Regions from separate parts of the Sus scrofa genome. Here region 1 is linked to region 2. A link is a contact called in public HiChIP or PLAC-seq data. All regions are on one chromosome and are shown on one strand. Each heading gives the region's core, a stretch centred on a gene start, on an enhancer-like site or on the middle of the called end of the contact. The rest is flanking DNA. Distances are from core to core; before and after follow the strand shown. Region 1 holds the start of LOC100153925 (mitotic-spindle organizing protein 2B). Region 2 holds the start of PI4KA (phosphatidylinositol 4-kinase alpha).

Region 1 (6,359 bases), core at 462-2,961, 170 kb before region 2:
ATTGATATGTTTCTCTCCTTTTTTTTCTTCTCTTTTTAAGGCCAGGCTAGGGGCTGAATTGGAGCTGCGGCCGTTGGCCTATACCACACCCACAGCAACAGGGTACCTGAGTTGAACTTGCAACCTACACCGCACCCTGAAGCAATGCTGGATCCTTAACCCACTGAGTGAGGCCGGGAATCAAATTTGCATCGTCACTGACACTACGTTGGGTTCTTAACCCACTAAGCCACAACAGGAACTCCTTTTTTCCTCTTAACAACTGTCAAGAAGCTTTTTTTTTTTTTTTTTTTTTTTTTTTTTGTCTTTTTGCTATTTCTTTGGGCCGCTCCCGTGGCATATGGAGGTTCCCAGGCTAGGGGTCGAATCGGAGCCACAGCCACTGGCCTACGCCAGAGCCACAGCAACGCGGGATCCGAGCCGCGTCTGCAACCTACACCACAGCTCACGGCAACGCCAGATCATTAACCCACTGAGCAAGGGCAGGGACCGAACCTGCAACCTCATGGTTCCTAGTCGGATTCGTTAACCCCTGCGCCACGACGGAACTCCCCCTGTCAAGAATCTTAAAGAATTGGTCCTGGGACACCAGCTGGTCTTCTCCCCGGGTGCCAGCCTTCCTTTCTACCAACACTTTTGGCTTTCCAGCAGTGTGAGCAGCCCAACCTGAGTTCGGTAACACCGAGTCTGTTCAACTCTTAATTAAACTAGCTATCAGTTTCCGTTTCAAGGAAGACAAAATGCTTAAGCCCTGAACCAAGTGGTCAAGAGAACATTGTGCACTATTCCAAAATGACCAAAGCAGAATAAAACCCTGAACTGTTTGCAAAGGGCAGAGGTTTGGAGATGATAAGGTGAAATTAGCTCCTTGCTCACAGTCTGCAGAGGCAGCGGCTGAAGGAATGAGTCCTAGGCGCCCAATCAGGGTGTTTCGGGGAGAGAGGAGCGTCTCTCCGCCCCGGTTCTCGCTGCTGCGTCCCTCTGCGCCGTGCACCAAGCCTGAACTTCGCCCCCGCCACCTCCGCCCTCGCTGCCTTCAAGAGAGGATCCCGACCTGGTTTCAGGGTTCCTCCTGGGACCCGCAGCGCCAGTAGCGCCAGTCTTGCCAGGGCCTCCCTCTGCCCGCGCGCTGGAAGAAAGGCGTGCTCCCATCTGCTGCTCATGACAAGGGAGCATCTGGGCCCTCATGTCACAGACAAGGAACCCAAGTCTCCGCAAAGCCAGTCCACACGGGGAGGAAAGATAGAGCCGGGATCCACCCCTGCTCTCTCCACACCGCTCGCTGAGCCGCAGGCTCTCCCCGCTCCACTTCGTTCAGCGAACGTTAACCGAGCGCCCACAAGGTCGGGGCGCGCGGGAAGGCGCAGCTGGGCCCCGGCTCCCGGCCGGCCCAGCCCGAGGCCCGGGGCTCGCGTAGGAACGGAGACGGCTCGGGCAGAGGGTCTAGGTGGCCGCCAGGTAATTGGGATAGACCACGCGCGACTCCCGCCACTCACCTGAGAGACCCACAGGGTCGCTCGCTTTAGGGATGGAGGCCGCCATTCGGCGAACCGGCGCCGAAATGTCGTCATCAAGCTGCGCGTGGCGTCACCTCCCCTTTACAAACGGGAAAAGCGCCGCTTTCTCTTTGGGCTGCTTCTTTAAAAGGCGCGTGCGCAAAGTGTAGTCCCGTGGGTTTATGGGACCGCAAGGGGGCGCCCACCTAGGAAAAGAGCGCGCGTGCACGTAAGGCCTGTGCGTTACTGCCTAGAGGCGCGCCTCCTACCGGACCCGGCGCGAAACAGTACACTCTGGGTCCAACGGGCATTTATTGATCGCCCACGGTATGCCAGCGTGAGATACTCTGGATGCCGTCACCGCCGTGAGAGCGTAGAGAAGACCAGTCGCCGAAGAGCGGGTCTCCTTCCAACGCCCGGCGCCGCCCGGGCCCGGATCTGAGCGCCGGATGGCAGGGGAGCTGCTGGGAGAGGAGGGCGCGGCGGGCCGGTAGGGGGCGCGGCGGGGCTGTACCGGGTGGGGGACCCAGCCGCAAGCAGATGGCGGCGCCAGGCGCGGGGCCCGGGCCGGGGGCGCCACCAGGGCTGGAAGCGGCCCTACAGAAGCTGGCGCTGCGGCGGAAGAAGGTGCTGAGCGCCGAGGAGACGGAGCTGTTCGAGCTGGCTCAGGCTGCGGGCGGCGCCATGGACCCCGAAGTGTTCAAGTGAGCGCGCGGCGGAGTCGGGTTTCGGGGTTCCGGGGGACTGACGGCCCGGGCGAGGAAGGCTCACCGCGCGCCGGGTCTGTTCTCTCTAGGATCCTGGTGGACCTGCTAAAGCTGAACGTGGCGCCCCTCGCCGTATTCCAGATGCTGAAGTCCATGTGCGCTGGGCAGCGGCTGGCGAGCGAGCCCCAAGACCCCGTGGCCGTGCCCCTGCCCACGACCAGCGTGCCTGAGACCCGAGGTCAGAGCTGGGCCTGGGCGGCGGGTGTAGGGCGGGAGCGGGAGGTGGGCAGTGCCTGGCACATCGGGGCTTGCTTAGCCCTGAGTAGCCAGGCTTTTCTGTTGCTTTTGTCCCGGGACTGCTCCAAGGGCTGGCCCTTTGGGCTCCTGTCCCCAGCTTCAACTTTGCTACCACCTTCGAGGATGCACATCCAGATCAGGTAGATGCAGGATGGGTGGCCAAAGCAGACCAGGCCTCCTCTGGGACTTGTGTACACTGGCGTCTTGCCACCTCTGCATTCCTGTCTTCATCCCATGAACATGGAAACAAAGTGGCTTTGGTTCCTGTTCTCGTGGCACTTGTCGCCTCAACTGAAGAGACCTTCCTGCGCCCCCTTGTCTGCACCCTACCCGGCCCAAGTCCTGCCCAGGAGTCCCAACAGCTAAGCTTCCATCCTTGGGGCTGCAGATGGACCTCAGTCTGGACCGTCATGGCTGAGAAATGAGCAAGTGCTGGTGACCAGGGTGACGTGGTGGAGCTCTTACTCTCCTTGCTTGTCACTTCTGCTCCCAATTTTTAGAAACCCTCTGAAAGGCAGCAGAACCTTGGCCAGAAACACCCTGAGAAGGGGCTGATATTGGGTGGAGGGGCAGTCAGGCCCTGTGGGTGGGAGCGCCAGGGCCCCAGGCACTGTGCCCCCATTCTGAGAGGCCTTGAGTGCTGGAGTGCAGGCCTCCTCACTGATGTACACTGTCTGCTCTCTTTGTGTCTCTCTCCGACCTCCAGAGGCCTCCTTTCTCTCTGCCAAGAACTGTACCCCCCCTGCAAGGCCCTCCTTTTCCTCGGCCCGGCAGACTGCGGCCTCTCCGATTCTGCTCCACGGCCCAGCTGCCTCGCACTCGCCTCTCTCTCCAGGGCCCCCCGGTTCCCTCCGGTTCTCTTGCTGCCTGTTCTCTCCTTTTGAAGGTTGCGTTTATTAGTTTATCTCTGGGGGTTGGTGCTCTCTCCTGTTTCCACGGAAACTACCATGGCCCCCAGAAAGCTAGAGCAGCATTGAGCTGCAAGAGCAGGACCTGGCTGGCCATCCCACCATGCAGCTTAGTGACAGCAGTGATGGGCCCAACCTCCCTCTTCCCAGAGGCTAACTACCGGTATGACTTGTGTGCTCTGCGGAGGTGCCCTGGCCCCAGGGGAGGACACCTGAGGGTCGGGGAAGGGACAGTTCGCGCTGTGGAGAGTAAAGCCTGAGGTGAGAGGGACACCTGCATTCTTAGATACTGTCACCCCCTGGACTTGCTGCCTGGGAGGTCAGACCATGGGTCCCTTCTTCTCCCTGGTTCCTGAGCTGGGGGTGCCCTCCAGGCACGGTGAGGCTGGGGGCCCAGAGCCAGCTGTCTATGAGGGTGTGAGATCCCATGGGTGCCCCTCCCCATATCACCCACCTTGCTGTTCCAGGTATGCTTGGAGCTTGGGCCAGGGGAGCAGAGGAGGAGCCGAGAGGCAGGTGGACTAAAGGCGAGTTTGCAGAGGGAGGGAAAGACCAGGGCAGAGAACTTCTATTGCTGCTCCTTGGCTTAGTGACAGGGTACCAGGCCCACTCAGTGCTGAGGGCATAGTGGGGCTGCAAGGTGGACTGGCTCTTGGTCCAGTGAGGGAGATGGCCAGACAGACAGTGGCAAAGGCAGAGGACAGTGCAGCCCATCCAATTGTGGAGGACAGCACTGGCTTAGCTAGTGCAGCAAGGGCTAAGCAGGGTGGGGGCAGGGCCTGAGCTGGGGCCTGGTGGGAGGGAGAGGGAGGAGGGTTTGGGCAGCAGGTGTGTTGGGTGCAGGGCTGGGAGCACCACAGAGGGCTTGGAGGTGGCAAAGCCCCAGGCCAGGGTCAGGAGAGGCATGGGGCGCTGGGCCCCACAGAGTTGTTTCTACTTGAGGGCTCTGGCTTTGGGTCCTGCTGGTCTGGGCAGCCACCCACCCAAGTATGAGGACACAGAGCCCCTGGGGAGGTGCCCAGTGGGGATAGAGGGCAGGTGAAGGGCTGTGCAGGAAGAGGCAGAGGCCAGCCATGAGCTAGAGCTCTCTGGGGCTGCAGGTCATTGTCCACACAGACCTCTGGTCCCCTGGGTAATGGCAGGATCTGGGGTGGAAAAAGTAAGGAACCTTGTCAGAGTGAGTACTGATTGACTGGGGGGCACCTTGGTGGCCTAGGCTGCTGAGGGGTGGAATGGGAATGTTCAGGCCAGTTGGCCTTGGGCCTCCCACAAAATTAGGGTGAGGTTGCTCCAGATCAAAGGCTGGAACCCACTTAGGGGCCTGGCTGTCCAGCACAGAGAGGTTGTTTCTGCTCCGAGTACAGTGGGGTGATGCTTATCTCAGAGAGGACACAGTCTCTGAGTGAAGTTAGCTTCAGTTATGTGTTTTTTGTTGAAGTTGAGGGAAACCACACATTTTAAAAAGACCTGCAGTTCTCTTGTAGTTTAGTGGGTTACGGATCCAGCGTGGTCACTGCAGCAACCTGGGTTTGGTCCCTGGTTCTCTGGCCCAGGAATTTCCACGTGTTGTGTGTGCAGCTAAAAAAAAAAAAAAAAAAAAAAAAAAAAAAGTGCCCCAGAAAGGGGAAGGTGGAGTATGGTGTGCACACCACATGCCAGCACTGGCAGGCATTGGCACCAGATGGGAACAGACACCTCATGGATAATTTTCTTGCTGATTACAGGCTGCAATGATGTATTGGGGTCTTTCGAGTAAATTAAAGTATTGAAGTTAATTTTCTGTTTCTTTCTTTTTAATGTGGCTCCTAGAAAGTTAAGGAGCCACAAGTGGCTTGCAGCCCATTTCTGGGGCTGTGTGCCTGGCAGGATCACAGGGCACATCTACTTGGGGTCACCTCCCCAGAAGCTTGGGCTAAGTGAAGGGTTAAAGTACATGTTTGCAGTCAACACTGTGCATCAGTCTATGTGTGTACATGTTTTAGAAGTGCTGATTGAGCTCCTGCTGTGTGCTATCCACCCACCCGCCTGGCCACCAGACCCTTCCAGCTGGCCTTGCAGACAGTGGGGCTGTGGTATTTTCTTTCCCTCAGTCCTCACCCACCTGTCTCCCTGCCCTTCTGCACACAATGTGCCTTCCGTGATATTTGGCCTTGGCAGCTGGCTGGCCTGTGGCTCCAGGAGGTGGCACACCCACCCCTCAGGAGAGAGTGCTCTGGGGCTTTGAATAGTTCTTCCTGCTCAGCTCTGTGGCAGAGCTTGCAGATGGCATGAGTTGGGGGCCAGGGGGCCATTCCAAAGGTAAATGGCAGAGTAGGTCCCACTGGGTCTGGGTGGCCCCCCAGCTTCAGGAGGCCCCTGAGTCATAGGTGGCCATGGGCTGGTGCATTTGGCGGTTTTGCTTCATTAGGGGGTCGTCCAACACCAAGTGGCCACAGCTGATTTTAGAGGTAGAAGAGCAAGCCAGACTATTTTTAACATTCAATAACCTTGAATTCCTGTTATGATGCAGTGGAAATGAACCTGGATAGTATCCATGAGGATGTGGGTTCGATCCCTGGTCCTGCTCAGTGGCTCAAGAATCTGGAGTTGTTGTGAGCTGTGGTGTAGGTCACAGACATGGCTTGGGTCCTGCGTCAGTGTACTGTGGCACAGGCCAGCAGCTGTAGCTCTGATTTGACCCCTAGCCTGGGAGCTTCCATATGCTGTGGTGTGGTCCTAAAAAGGAAAAAAAAAAAAAAATTCAGTGACCTTTGTCAGTCTTTGACCCTTAAGAGGGCATCACTGGGAGCAGATCCCTACTGCTTACCACCCCAGCCTGTGGTCACCTTGGCACAGTCTCAACCTTCCTTCCATGCCACATGACCCCTAATAACCCTGTCAGGAAGGAGCTGGGGCCAGTGTGACTAGCTCCTAAAAGCTATGCTCAGGGGCCCCTAGGCATGCAGGGCCTG
Region 2 (6,271 bases), core at 3,185-5,684:
AAGGTCCCCCATGGCACAGCAAAGGTATACCATGGTGGCCACAGGTGGATATTTCAGGAAGGAGCAGCAGATATGGCCAGATGCCATAGTGCTGGCATGGGATGTTTGACCTCCCTGGATGGTAACAACACAGCCTCATAAAATGCCTCATTACAGCTAAGAAGTCAGCAAGTCTGATGTTAGAACTTTCTAATAGGAGTTCCTATTGTGGTTCAGCATCAATGAGGACGCGGGTTTGATCCCTGGCCTCACTCAGTGGATTAAGGACTCGGTGTTGCCACTGTACCAGCTGCTCAGATGCTGTCTAACCTCTGTTGCTGTCTTCCTTGAACTGGGATCCTGACCCCACAAAACGTCATTGGCAATTCCTCACCAGCCAGAGGGGACGAGGGGTGCCCTGCACAGGTGGTCTCCCCGGGCAGGGTGGTGAAAGGGTGCACGAAGATCACGTGCAAGTAGGACACAAACAGGCTCACCCAAAGGTGCACACACTTGAAAGGCCCAGTATTAGGGGGCTGGCTGCAGAAACAGAAGGCATCCATTCAAGGGAACACGAGAGCCACAGAAACAGAGAGGGACATGTGAGGCTGCGGAATAGCCTCCAGCCCTACCAGGCAATGTGCGGTCAGGAATGCATAGAATGCCTCTGCTTCAGTTAGAATTTAAAAAAGGAAAAAGATGGTAAATATGCATCTATATACAGAATACCTCCACAAGGACACTGAAGGAACAGAAAGTGACCTGCTGCTGGCAGGCAGGTGGTGGGAGGAACCTTCACACACAGCCTGTGGGTTGGTTTTTTTTTTTGGCTGTACCCCTGGCATGAAGTTCCTGGGTCAGGGATCAAACCTGCACCACGGCTGTGACCTGAGCCACTGCAGTGACAACACCAGATCCCTAACCTGCTGAGCCACCAGGGAACTCTCTGTATGTTTTGAATTTTGAACCCTGTGTCTGGATTAGTGCTTCACAAAAATTAAACCTCAGTGGAAAAAAAGAAACAAATCATACCCACAAAACAAGAGACAGGTGGGTTACGTGTCTCTGTGGTCCTGGATTATGCTCACCAGGATGGCTGGGTGCCATCTGCTCTGCCCTGACTCTGTCCTTTGGGTCAGAACCCGAGGCGAGAGAGATAAGAACCTTCCAGATTTCTCAGAAAAAGGGGAGCTCTCCTTTGCTAGAAGTGACTTGACTATGTAATTTTCCTGTTGCTGCCAAGCTGGGACTGAATTATGACCTTCCCAACCTAATGCTTTTTGTTGTTGTTTTTGAGGGCTGCATGCACAGCATACAGATGTTCCCAGGCTAGGGGTCAAATTGGAGCTGTAGATGCCGGCCACAGTCACAGTCAATGAAGGATCCAAGCCACGTCTGCAGCCTACATCACAGCTCACGGCAATGCCGAATCCTTAACCCACTGAGCAAGGCCAGGGATCGAACCTGCGTCCTCATGGATGTTAGTCAGATTCGTTAACCACTGAGCCACGACGGGAACTCCCCGAGTTATTTGTAAAGTCTCCTGACCCTCTATAAAATGTGTCCTAGAGTTCCTGCTGTGGTACAGTAGGTTAGGTTAAGAATTTGGCTAGTCTCTGAAGTGATGTGAGTTTGATCATTGGCCTGGCCAAGCAGGTTAAGGATCCAGTGTTGCTGAAGCTGTGGCTTAAGTTGCAGCTGCAGTTCAGATTCAGTCCCTGGCCTGGGAACTTCCATATGCCTCATGTGTCTGAAAAAGAAAAAAAGAAAAAAAAAAAAAGTCCCTTTTTTTTGGGTCTTTTTGCCTTTTCTAGGGCCGCTCCCAAGGCATATGGAGGTTCCCAGGCTAGCAGTCCAATCAGAGCTGCAGCCACTGGCCTATGCCAAAACCACAACAATGTGGGATCCGAGCTGCATCTGTGACCTACACCACACAGCTCACGGCAATGCTGAATCCTTAACCCACTGAGCAAGGCCAGGGATCGAACCCGCAACCTTATGGTTCCTGGTTGGATTCGTTAACCACTGAGCCACGATGGGAACTCAGAAAACTGTCCTGTTTTGGCACTGCATCAGGGCTGGGTGTCTGGCAAGCAATGACTAAGTTGAGAGGTTAGTTTAGCAGATGACTTGGGTCTGCTGAGACAGAGCTCACCTGCACCCTCCGTGGGGGTTTGGGGGGAATGAAAGAGTGATGAGAGAGATTCAAAGTCAATTTGGAGAGTGGTGGGGGAGAGGGGTGCTGACCATTCCTGCCTCCCAGGGCCTCTGATAATTGAGAACTGATTCAAACCAGGAAAAATTCAATGTGTAATCACATTGATGACAAAGCCTGTCACCAGCCCAGTCATGATCATGCTGTACTTCTCAGAGCAACACCTGGCTTGGCCACACCAAGCCTCACAGCCTGAGGTGCCACTCTGCCTTTGTTCTCACTGGTCCCCATTGCTAGGAGAAAGCCAACTTTGGGAGGCAGCAGGGGGCTTGTTACCACAATCAGTATGAAACAAGTCCATCCTGTTTTTGGTGCTCTTGACCTTCCCTCTGCCCACACCAGGTCCTAAGTTTCTCCTCCAGGCCCTTGCCCTGGAAGGCTTCCAGGCCATCACGTCCCTGCTCAGGAGCCCAGGAGCTGCAGTGTTTGGCCAGTGCCTTTGCATGGATCCTCTTTTCCCTGGGAACACCCTCTCCCTCCTCTTCCTCCTCCTATCTACACCTTAGCCTTAATAGCCAAATTCCAGTGTAACCTCTGCCACCATCTTCTACTGTATATCATTTTGATTTCCTACTTCATTTGTTTTCAGTTGCCAAATATGTCTTTTCAAGCAGTTCTTAGTTGGCTTCCTTGAGCTGGGGATCCTTAAGTGACCCACTCCTCTCAGGGCCCTAAGGCCTCAGGCATTCCTCCCAAATCTAAGTCGATACCTTCCACTGAGACTCGAATATAGGAACCAGTAGACATACGCTAAACTTCCTTGATGAGGCTGAAGACAGGCAGGTATGACAATGAGGGAGCCAGTAACTGGGAGAAGTGGGGAAGGGAAATAAGCCAAGCAAGTGGCTATGGGAGAATGATGCGATATACCTCAAAACTGTAAGTAACCAGGTCAGTAACTTTGCAGAGAAAAGAGTTAATGAAAAGACCCATGGGGTGAGACAAAGCTTTAGCTTCCAGAGCTACAAGTGCTTAAGATGAATCATTCCTAGCTGATATTGCTGTAACATGCTATTAAATTTTTAAAAACTTTAAAAAGGTCCAACTCTGAAATCGTCTATGAATGGAAAGAGGAACTGACAAAGATGAAACGGAGCAACAGATCATCACAGACCACACAGTGTCAGTCTCAGACACCTTCGTTTGTATTGGGAAGGGAAGGGAAGGGCTCCCCACTCTACTGGGCTCTGGCTCACTCAGCAGTCGTCCAGGCGGAGAACTCAACACACCTCAAGGCGAGGTGGAAAAGCCATCAGTTTCGGGGAAGAACTCAAGGCCCATTTCCTCGGATGCTTTCAGACACTAGCAGTCACAGTCCTTGCTAGGTCACTCTGGCAGGATTCAGCCTGGATGCTGCCCAGGAAATCGTGTAAGAGAAACACATTCTCCACTTCCCTAATCGGGTCTGCTATTCAGAACCTTTACTCGCCTAGATAGGCCAGGGCATGGAGATTGCCTGTGTACTAGAAGTAGAAAAAAAAGAAACTAGGCGACTAAGAGTTCAGCGAGGTTGCCGGAAGCAAACCGCCCCTTTCGAGTACTTTAGACTTTTCTTTACCGGGCTGACAGATCGTACCAACCTTCCAGCCGCTAAAGCGCTAGGACCCTTCCCAGCCCACTGGGCGACCCCAATAACACAGGGGACCGCGGACTCACCTCAGAAGAGGCGACTCCTATCCTCTCGGACTCGTACATGAGGGACAGGGACCTTCCCGTGCTGGCGACCGTGGCCTCGGCCCGGCGCAGCACCTCCTGCCGCAGGGCCTGCTGCCGGTCAGCGGGCGACTCGGGCCCGTCCGTGAGGTTGCGGGCATCAGTCCACGGCGCTGGCCGGGCGCCCTCGTCCTCCGCGTCATCATCGAACGGGTTATAGCTTCTGGGGTAGGCCGACATGGCGGCGGTGCTTGGCCCGCGGTGGGCCGGAGGAAGGGGGCGCGGCCGAGGTGAGGGGGGGCACTGGGGGCCGCGGGCTAGCCAAGGCCCCAGAGAAGCGTCGGTTCGCTTGCTGCCAGCACAGCGCGAGTTCTTTCCGCCTGCAGTGCGTAGAGGCCCCGCCTCCGGAGTCGACCATCGGGTCCCGCCACGGGGGGAAACCACGCCTCGCGCGCGGCACAGCGGCCGCCCTGCCCCCAACCCCCGCGGGCAGTGGAGCAGCCCGCGGCCACGCCCCACCGGTGTCAGCGAGGTCACGTGGTGGGGCGGCCGGATGAGGCCGCACCTGCGCTGTGGGCTCTGGCGCTCGCGGGCCGGTTGCGGAAAGCCGGCGGGTGGCGCCGCGGTGCGCGACGATGGCGGCGGCCGCGGCCCGGGGAAGCGGCGGCGGCGGCGCCGGCCCCGGCTCAGCCTCCGGCGCCGGCGCGTCGCGGGGCTTCTATTTCAACACAGTCCTGTCGCTGGCCCGCTCCTTGGCGGTGCAGAGGCCGGCTTCCTTGGAGAAGGTAGTTTGGCGGCCCAGTGCGGGCTGACAGGAGGAGGGGGCCGGGGCGCTGGAGGCGCGGCTGGGGTCTGCAGAGGCCGAGGTGGGCCTCGGCTGCCGGGGGCGCGAGGAGCTCGTGAAGGAGGCCGGTGCGGCAGGGGGCCGGCGGGCGTGTGGCGGGCGGGTGGTTGTGAGCTCCCGGCGGGCTAGGCCGGGGCCGCCTAGTGACACCGCTAGGCGGAGGCGGCGGGGGCCGTGGTCGAACCTGGGGTGGCCCCCGCTCGCCCTGCCTTTTTTTGGTGACTTTGGGCGCTGCCTTCCTCGGGGAAGGGGTGCTTGTAAGCGCTTTGTCCTTGGAGGTGAAGGGCGGTGGGGTAGTGTCGGGGAGCGCTTTCTGAAACGCAGGTCTGCTGCGCACTGTTTTCTTGCGAGATTAGAGGGGTCTTCAGACCGGGGAAGCGGGTGTTTGAAGAAAAAAGAACTCACCCCGGAGCGTTCCTTATCTTGGAGAGGGGGAGAGGCAGCCCCACGGATGCCTGGGATGGGGGGAAACAGCTTTTAGTTTGAGAAGGTACCTGCACTGTCGCTGTATGTCGTCTTGAACAAGTTACTTCAACCCTCGGAGCCTCTGTTTCCTTATCTGTGAAATGAAGTCGTTCTTGAGTTCTAGCATAACATGCCTGACAAAGAGTTGGACAGTAAAGGGCAGCTCCCCCATGCCACGTGTGTGTGATGAGACTCGATGCAATGTGTTAGCATTGAAGGGATGGGATGATTCTGCACAGCCTCCTGGCACATGGAAAGATTGTTGTCTGACAGTTGGGAGTGGCTCTGGTGCCCGGTGAAATCGTTTTAGGCACTTTAGCAGGCTGACCTAGGCCTTCCTTGGCTTTGTAGGTTCTCAAACTTGGAGGGTGAGCAGGGCCTGGAGACTGATGCCTACCTGACTTCTAATCAGAGGGCAAGTGCAATGGAAGGGAAAGAATACTGGTTGTAGAGATAGGATCACCTGAGTTTAAACCCTGTTTTTTGTTTTGTTTTGTTTTTGCTTTTTAGGGCCGCTTGTGCAGCATATGTAGGTTCCCAGGCTAGGGGTGGAATCAGAGCTGTAGCTGTTGGCCTATACCACAGCCACAGCAACGTAGGATCCAAGCTGTGTCTGTGACCTCCACCACAGGTCATGGCAATGGCGGATCCTTAACCCACTGAGTGAGGCCAGGGATGGAACCTGTGTTCATTCTCATGGATGCTAGTCAGATTTGTTTCTGCTGAGCCAAGATGGGAACGCCTAAACCCTAAATTCGCACGCATTGGTGTGACTCTGGGCAGCTGAGTTCCTCAGTCTGTCCCTCTGCTTTTTCCTGCAAAATACAAGGGTACACTCCTTGGTAAGAGTACTGTGAAGATTAACAGAATAACACAAATAAAGGCAGGCTTGTGAGTACATAATGGATGATCCCTGTTACCATTGCACGAGCCTGACTAATGGACCACAGTGCTGGTTTTACGGAAACAAATCCCTGCCAGCTGGTCAGCACATTCTCTTCTTAGTAGGAGGACCAAGGAGCACATCAGAAGTTTGCTTGCTGGGCTTGCAGGGAAGTGGATGAACTTGGAGGAGAGGGTCCTGCGGCTCCTGCAGTGGTGGCAGCCTTCCCCAC

What was found. HiChIP or PLAC-seq counts read pairs in DNA pulled down with a chosen protein or histone mark.
Region 1: a contact with region 2 is called in an H3K27ac HiChIP or PLAC-seq map of alveolar macrophages. The contact joins the promoter of LOC100153925 here to the promoter of PI4KA in region 2. A contact is called at or near these places in 1 of 5 promoter capture datasets (liver), 1 of 47 Hi-C or Micro-C datasets (heart right ventricle) and 2 of 2 datasets of contacts at active chromatin or transcription factors (alveolar macrophages and skeletal muscle).

What each region holds. Positions count from the first base shown.
Region 1 is chr14:50,659,901-50,666,259 of Sscrofa11.1, reverse strand. LOC100153925 (mitotic-spindle organizing protein 2B) reads left to right here and starts at 1,711. Exons shown (of 3, transcript XM_001929600.2): 1 at 1,711-2,200; 2 at 2,293-2,441. The coding sequence starts at 2,037. It overlaps SMPD4 (sphingomyelin phosphodiesterase 4), which reads right to left and starts at 2,772. Exons shown (of 19, transcript XM_001929589.6): 1 at 1,497-2,772. The coding sequence starts at 1,571.
Region 2 is chr14:50,490,146-50,496,416 of Sscrofa11.1, reverse strand. It overlaps PI4KA (phosphatidylinositol 4-kinase alpha), which reads left to right and starts at 4,434. Exons shown (of 55, transcript XM_001929569.6): 1 at 4,434-4,632. The coding sequence starts at 4,483. SNAP29 (synaptosomal-associated protein 29) reads right to left here and starts at 4,230. Exons shown (of 5, transcript XM_003132993.4): 1 at 3,851-4,230. The coding sequence starts at 4,087.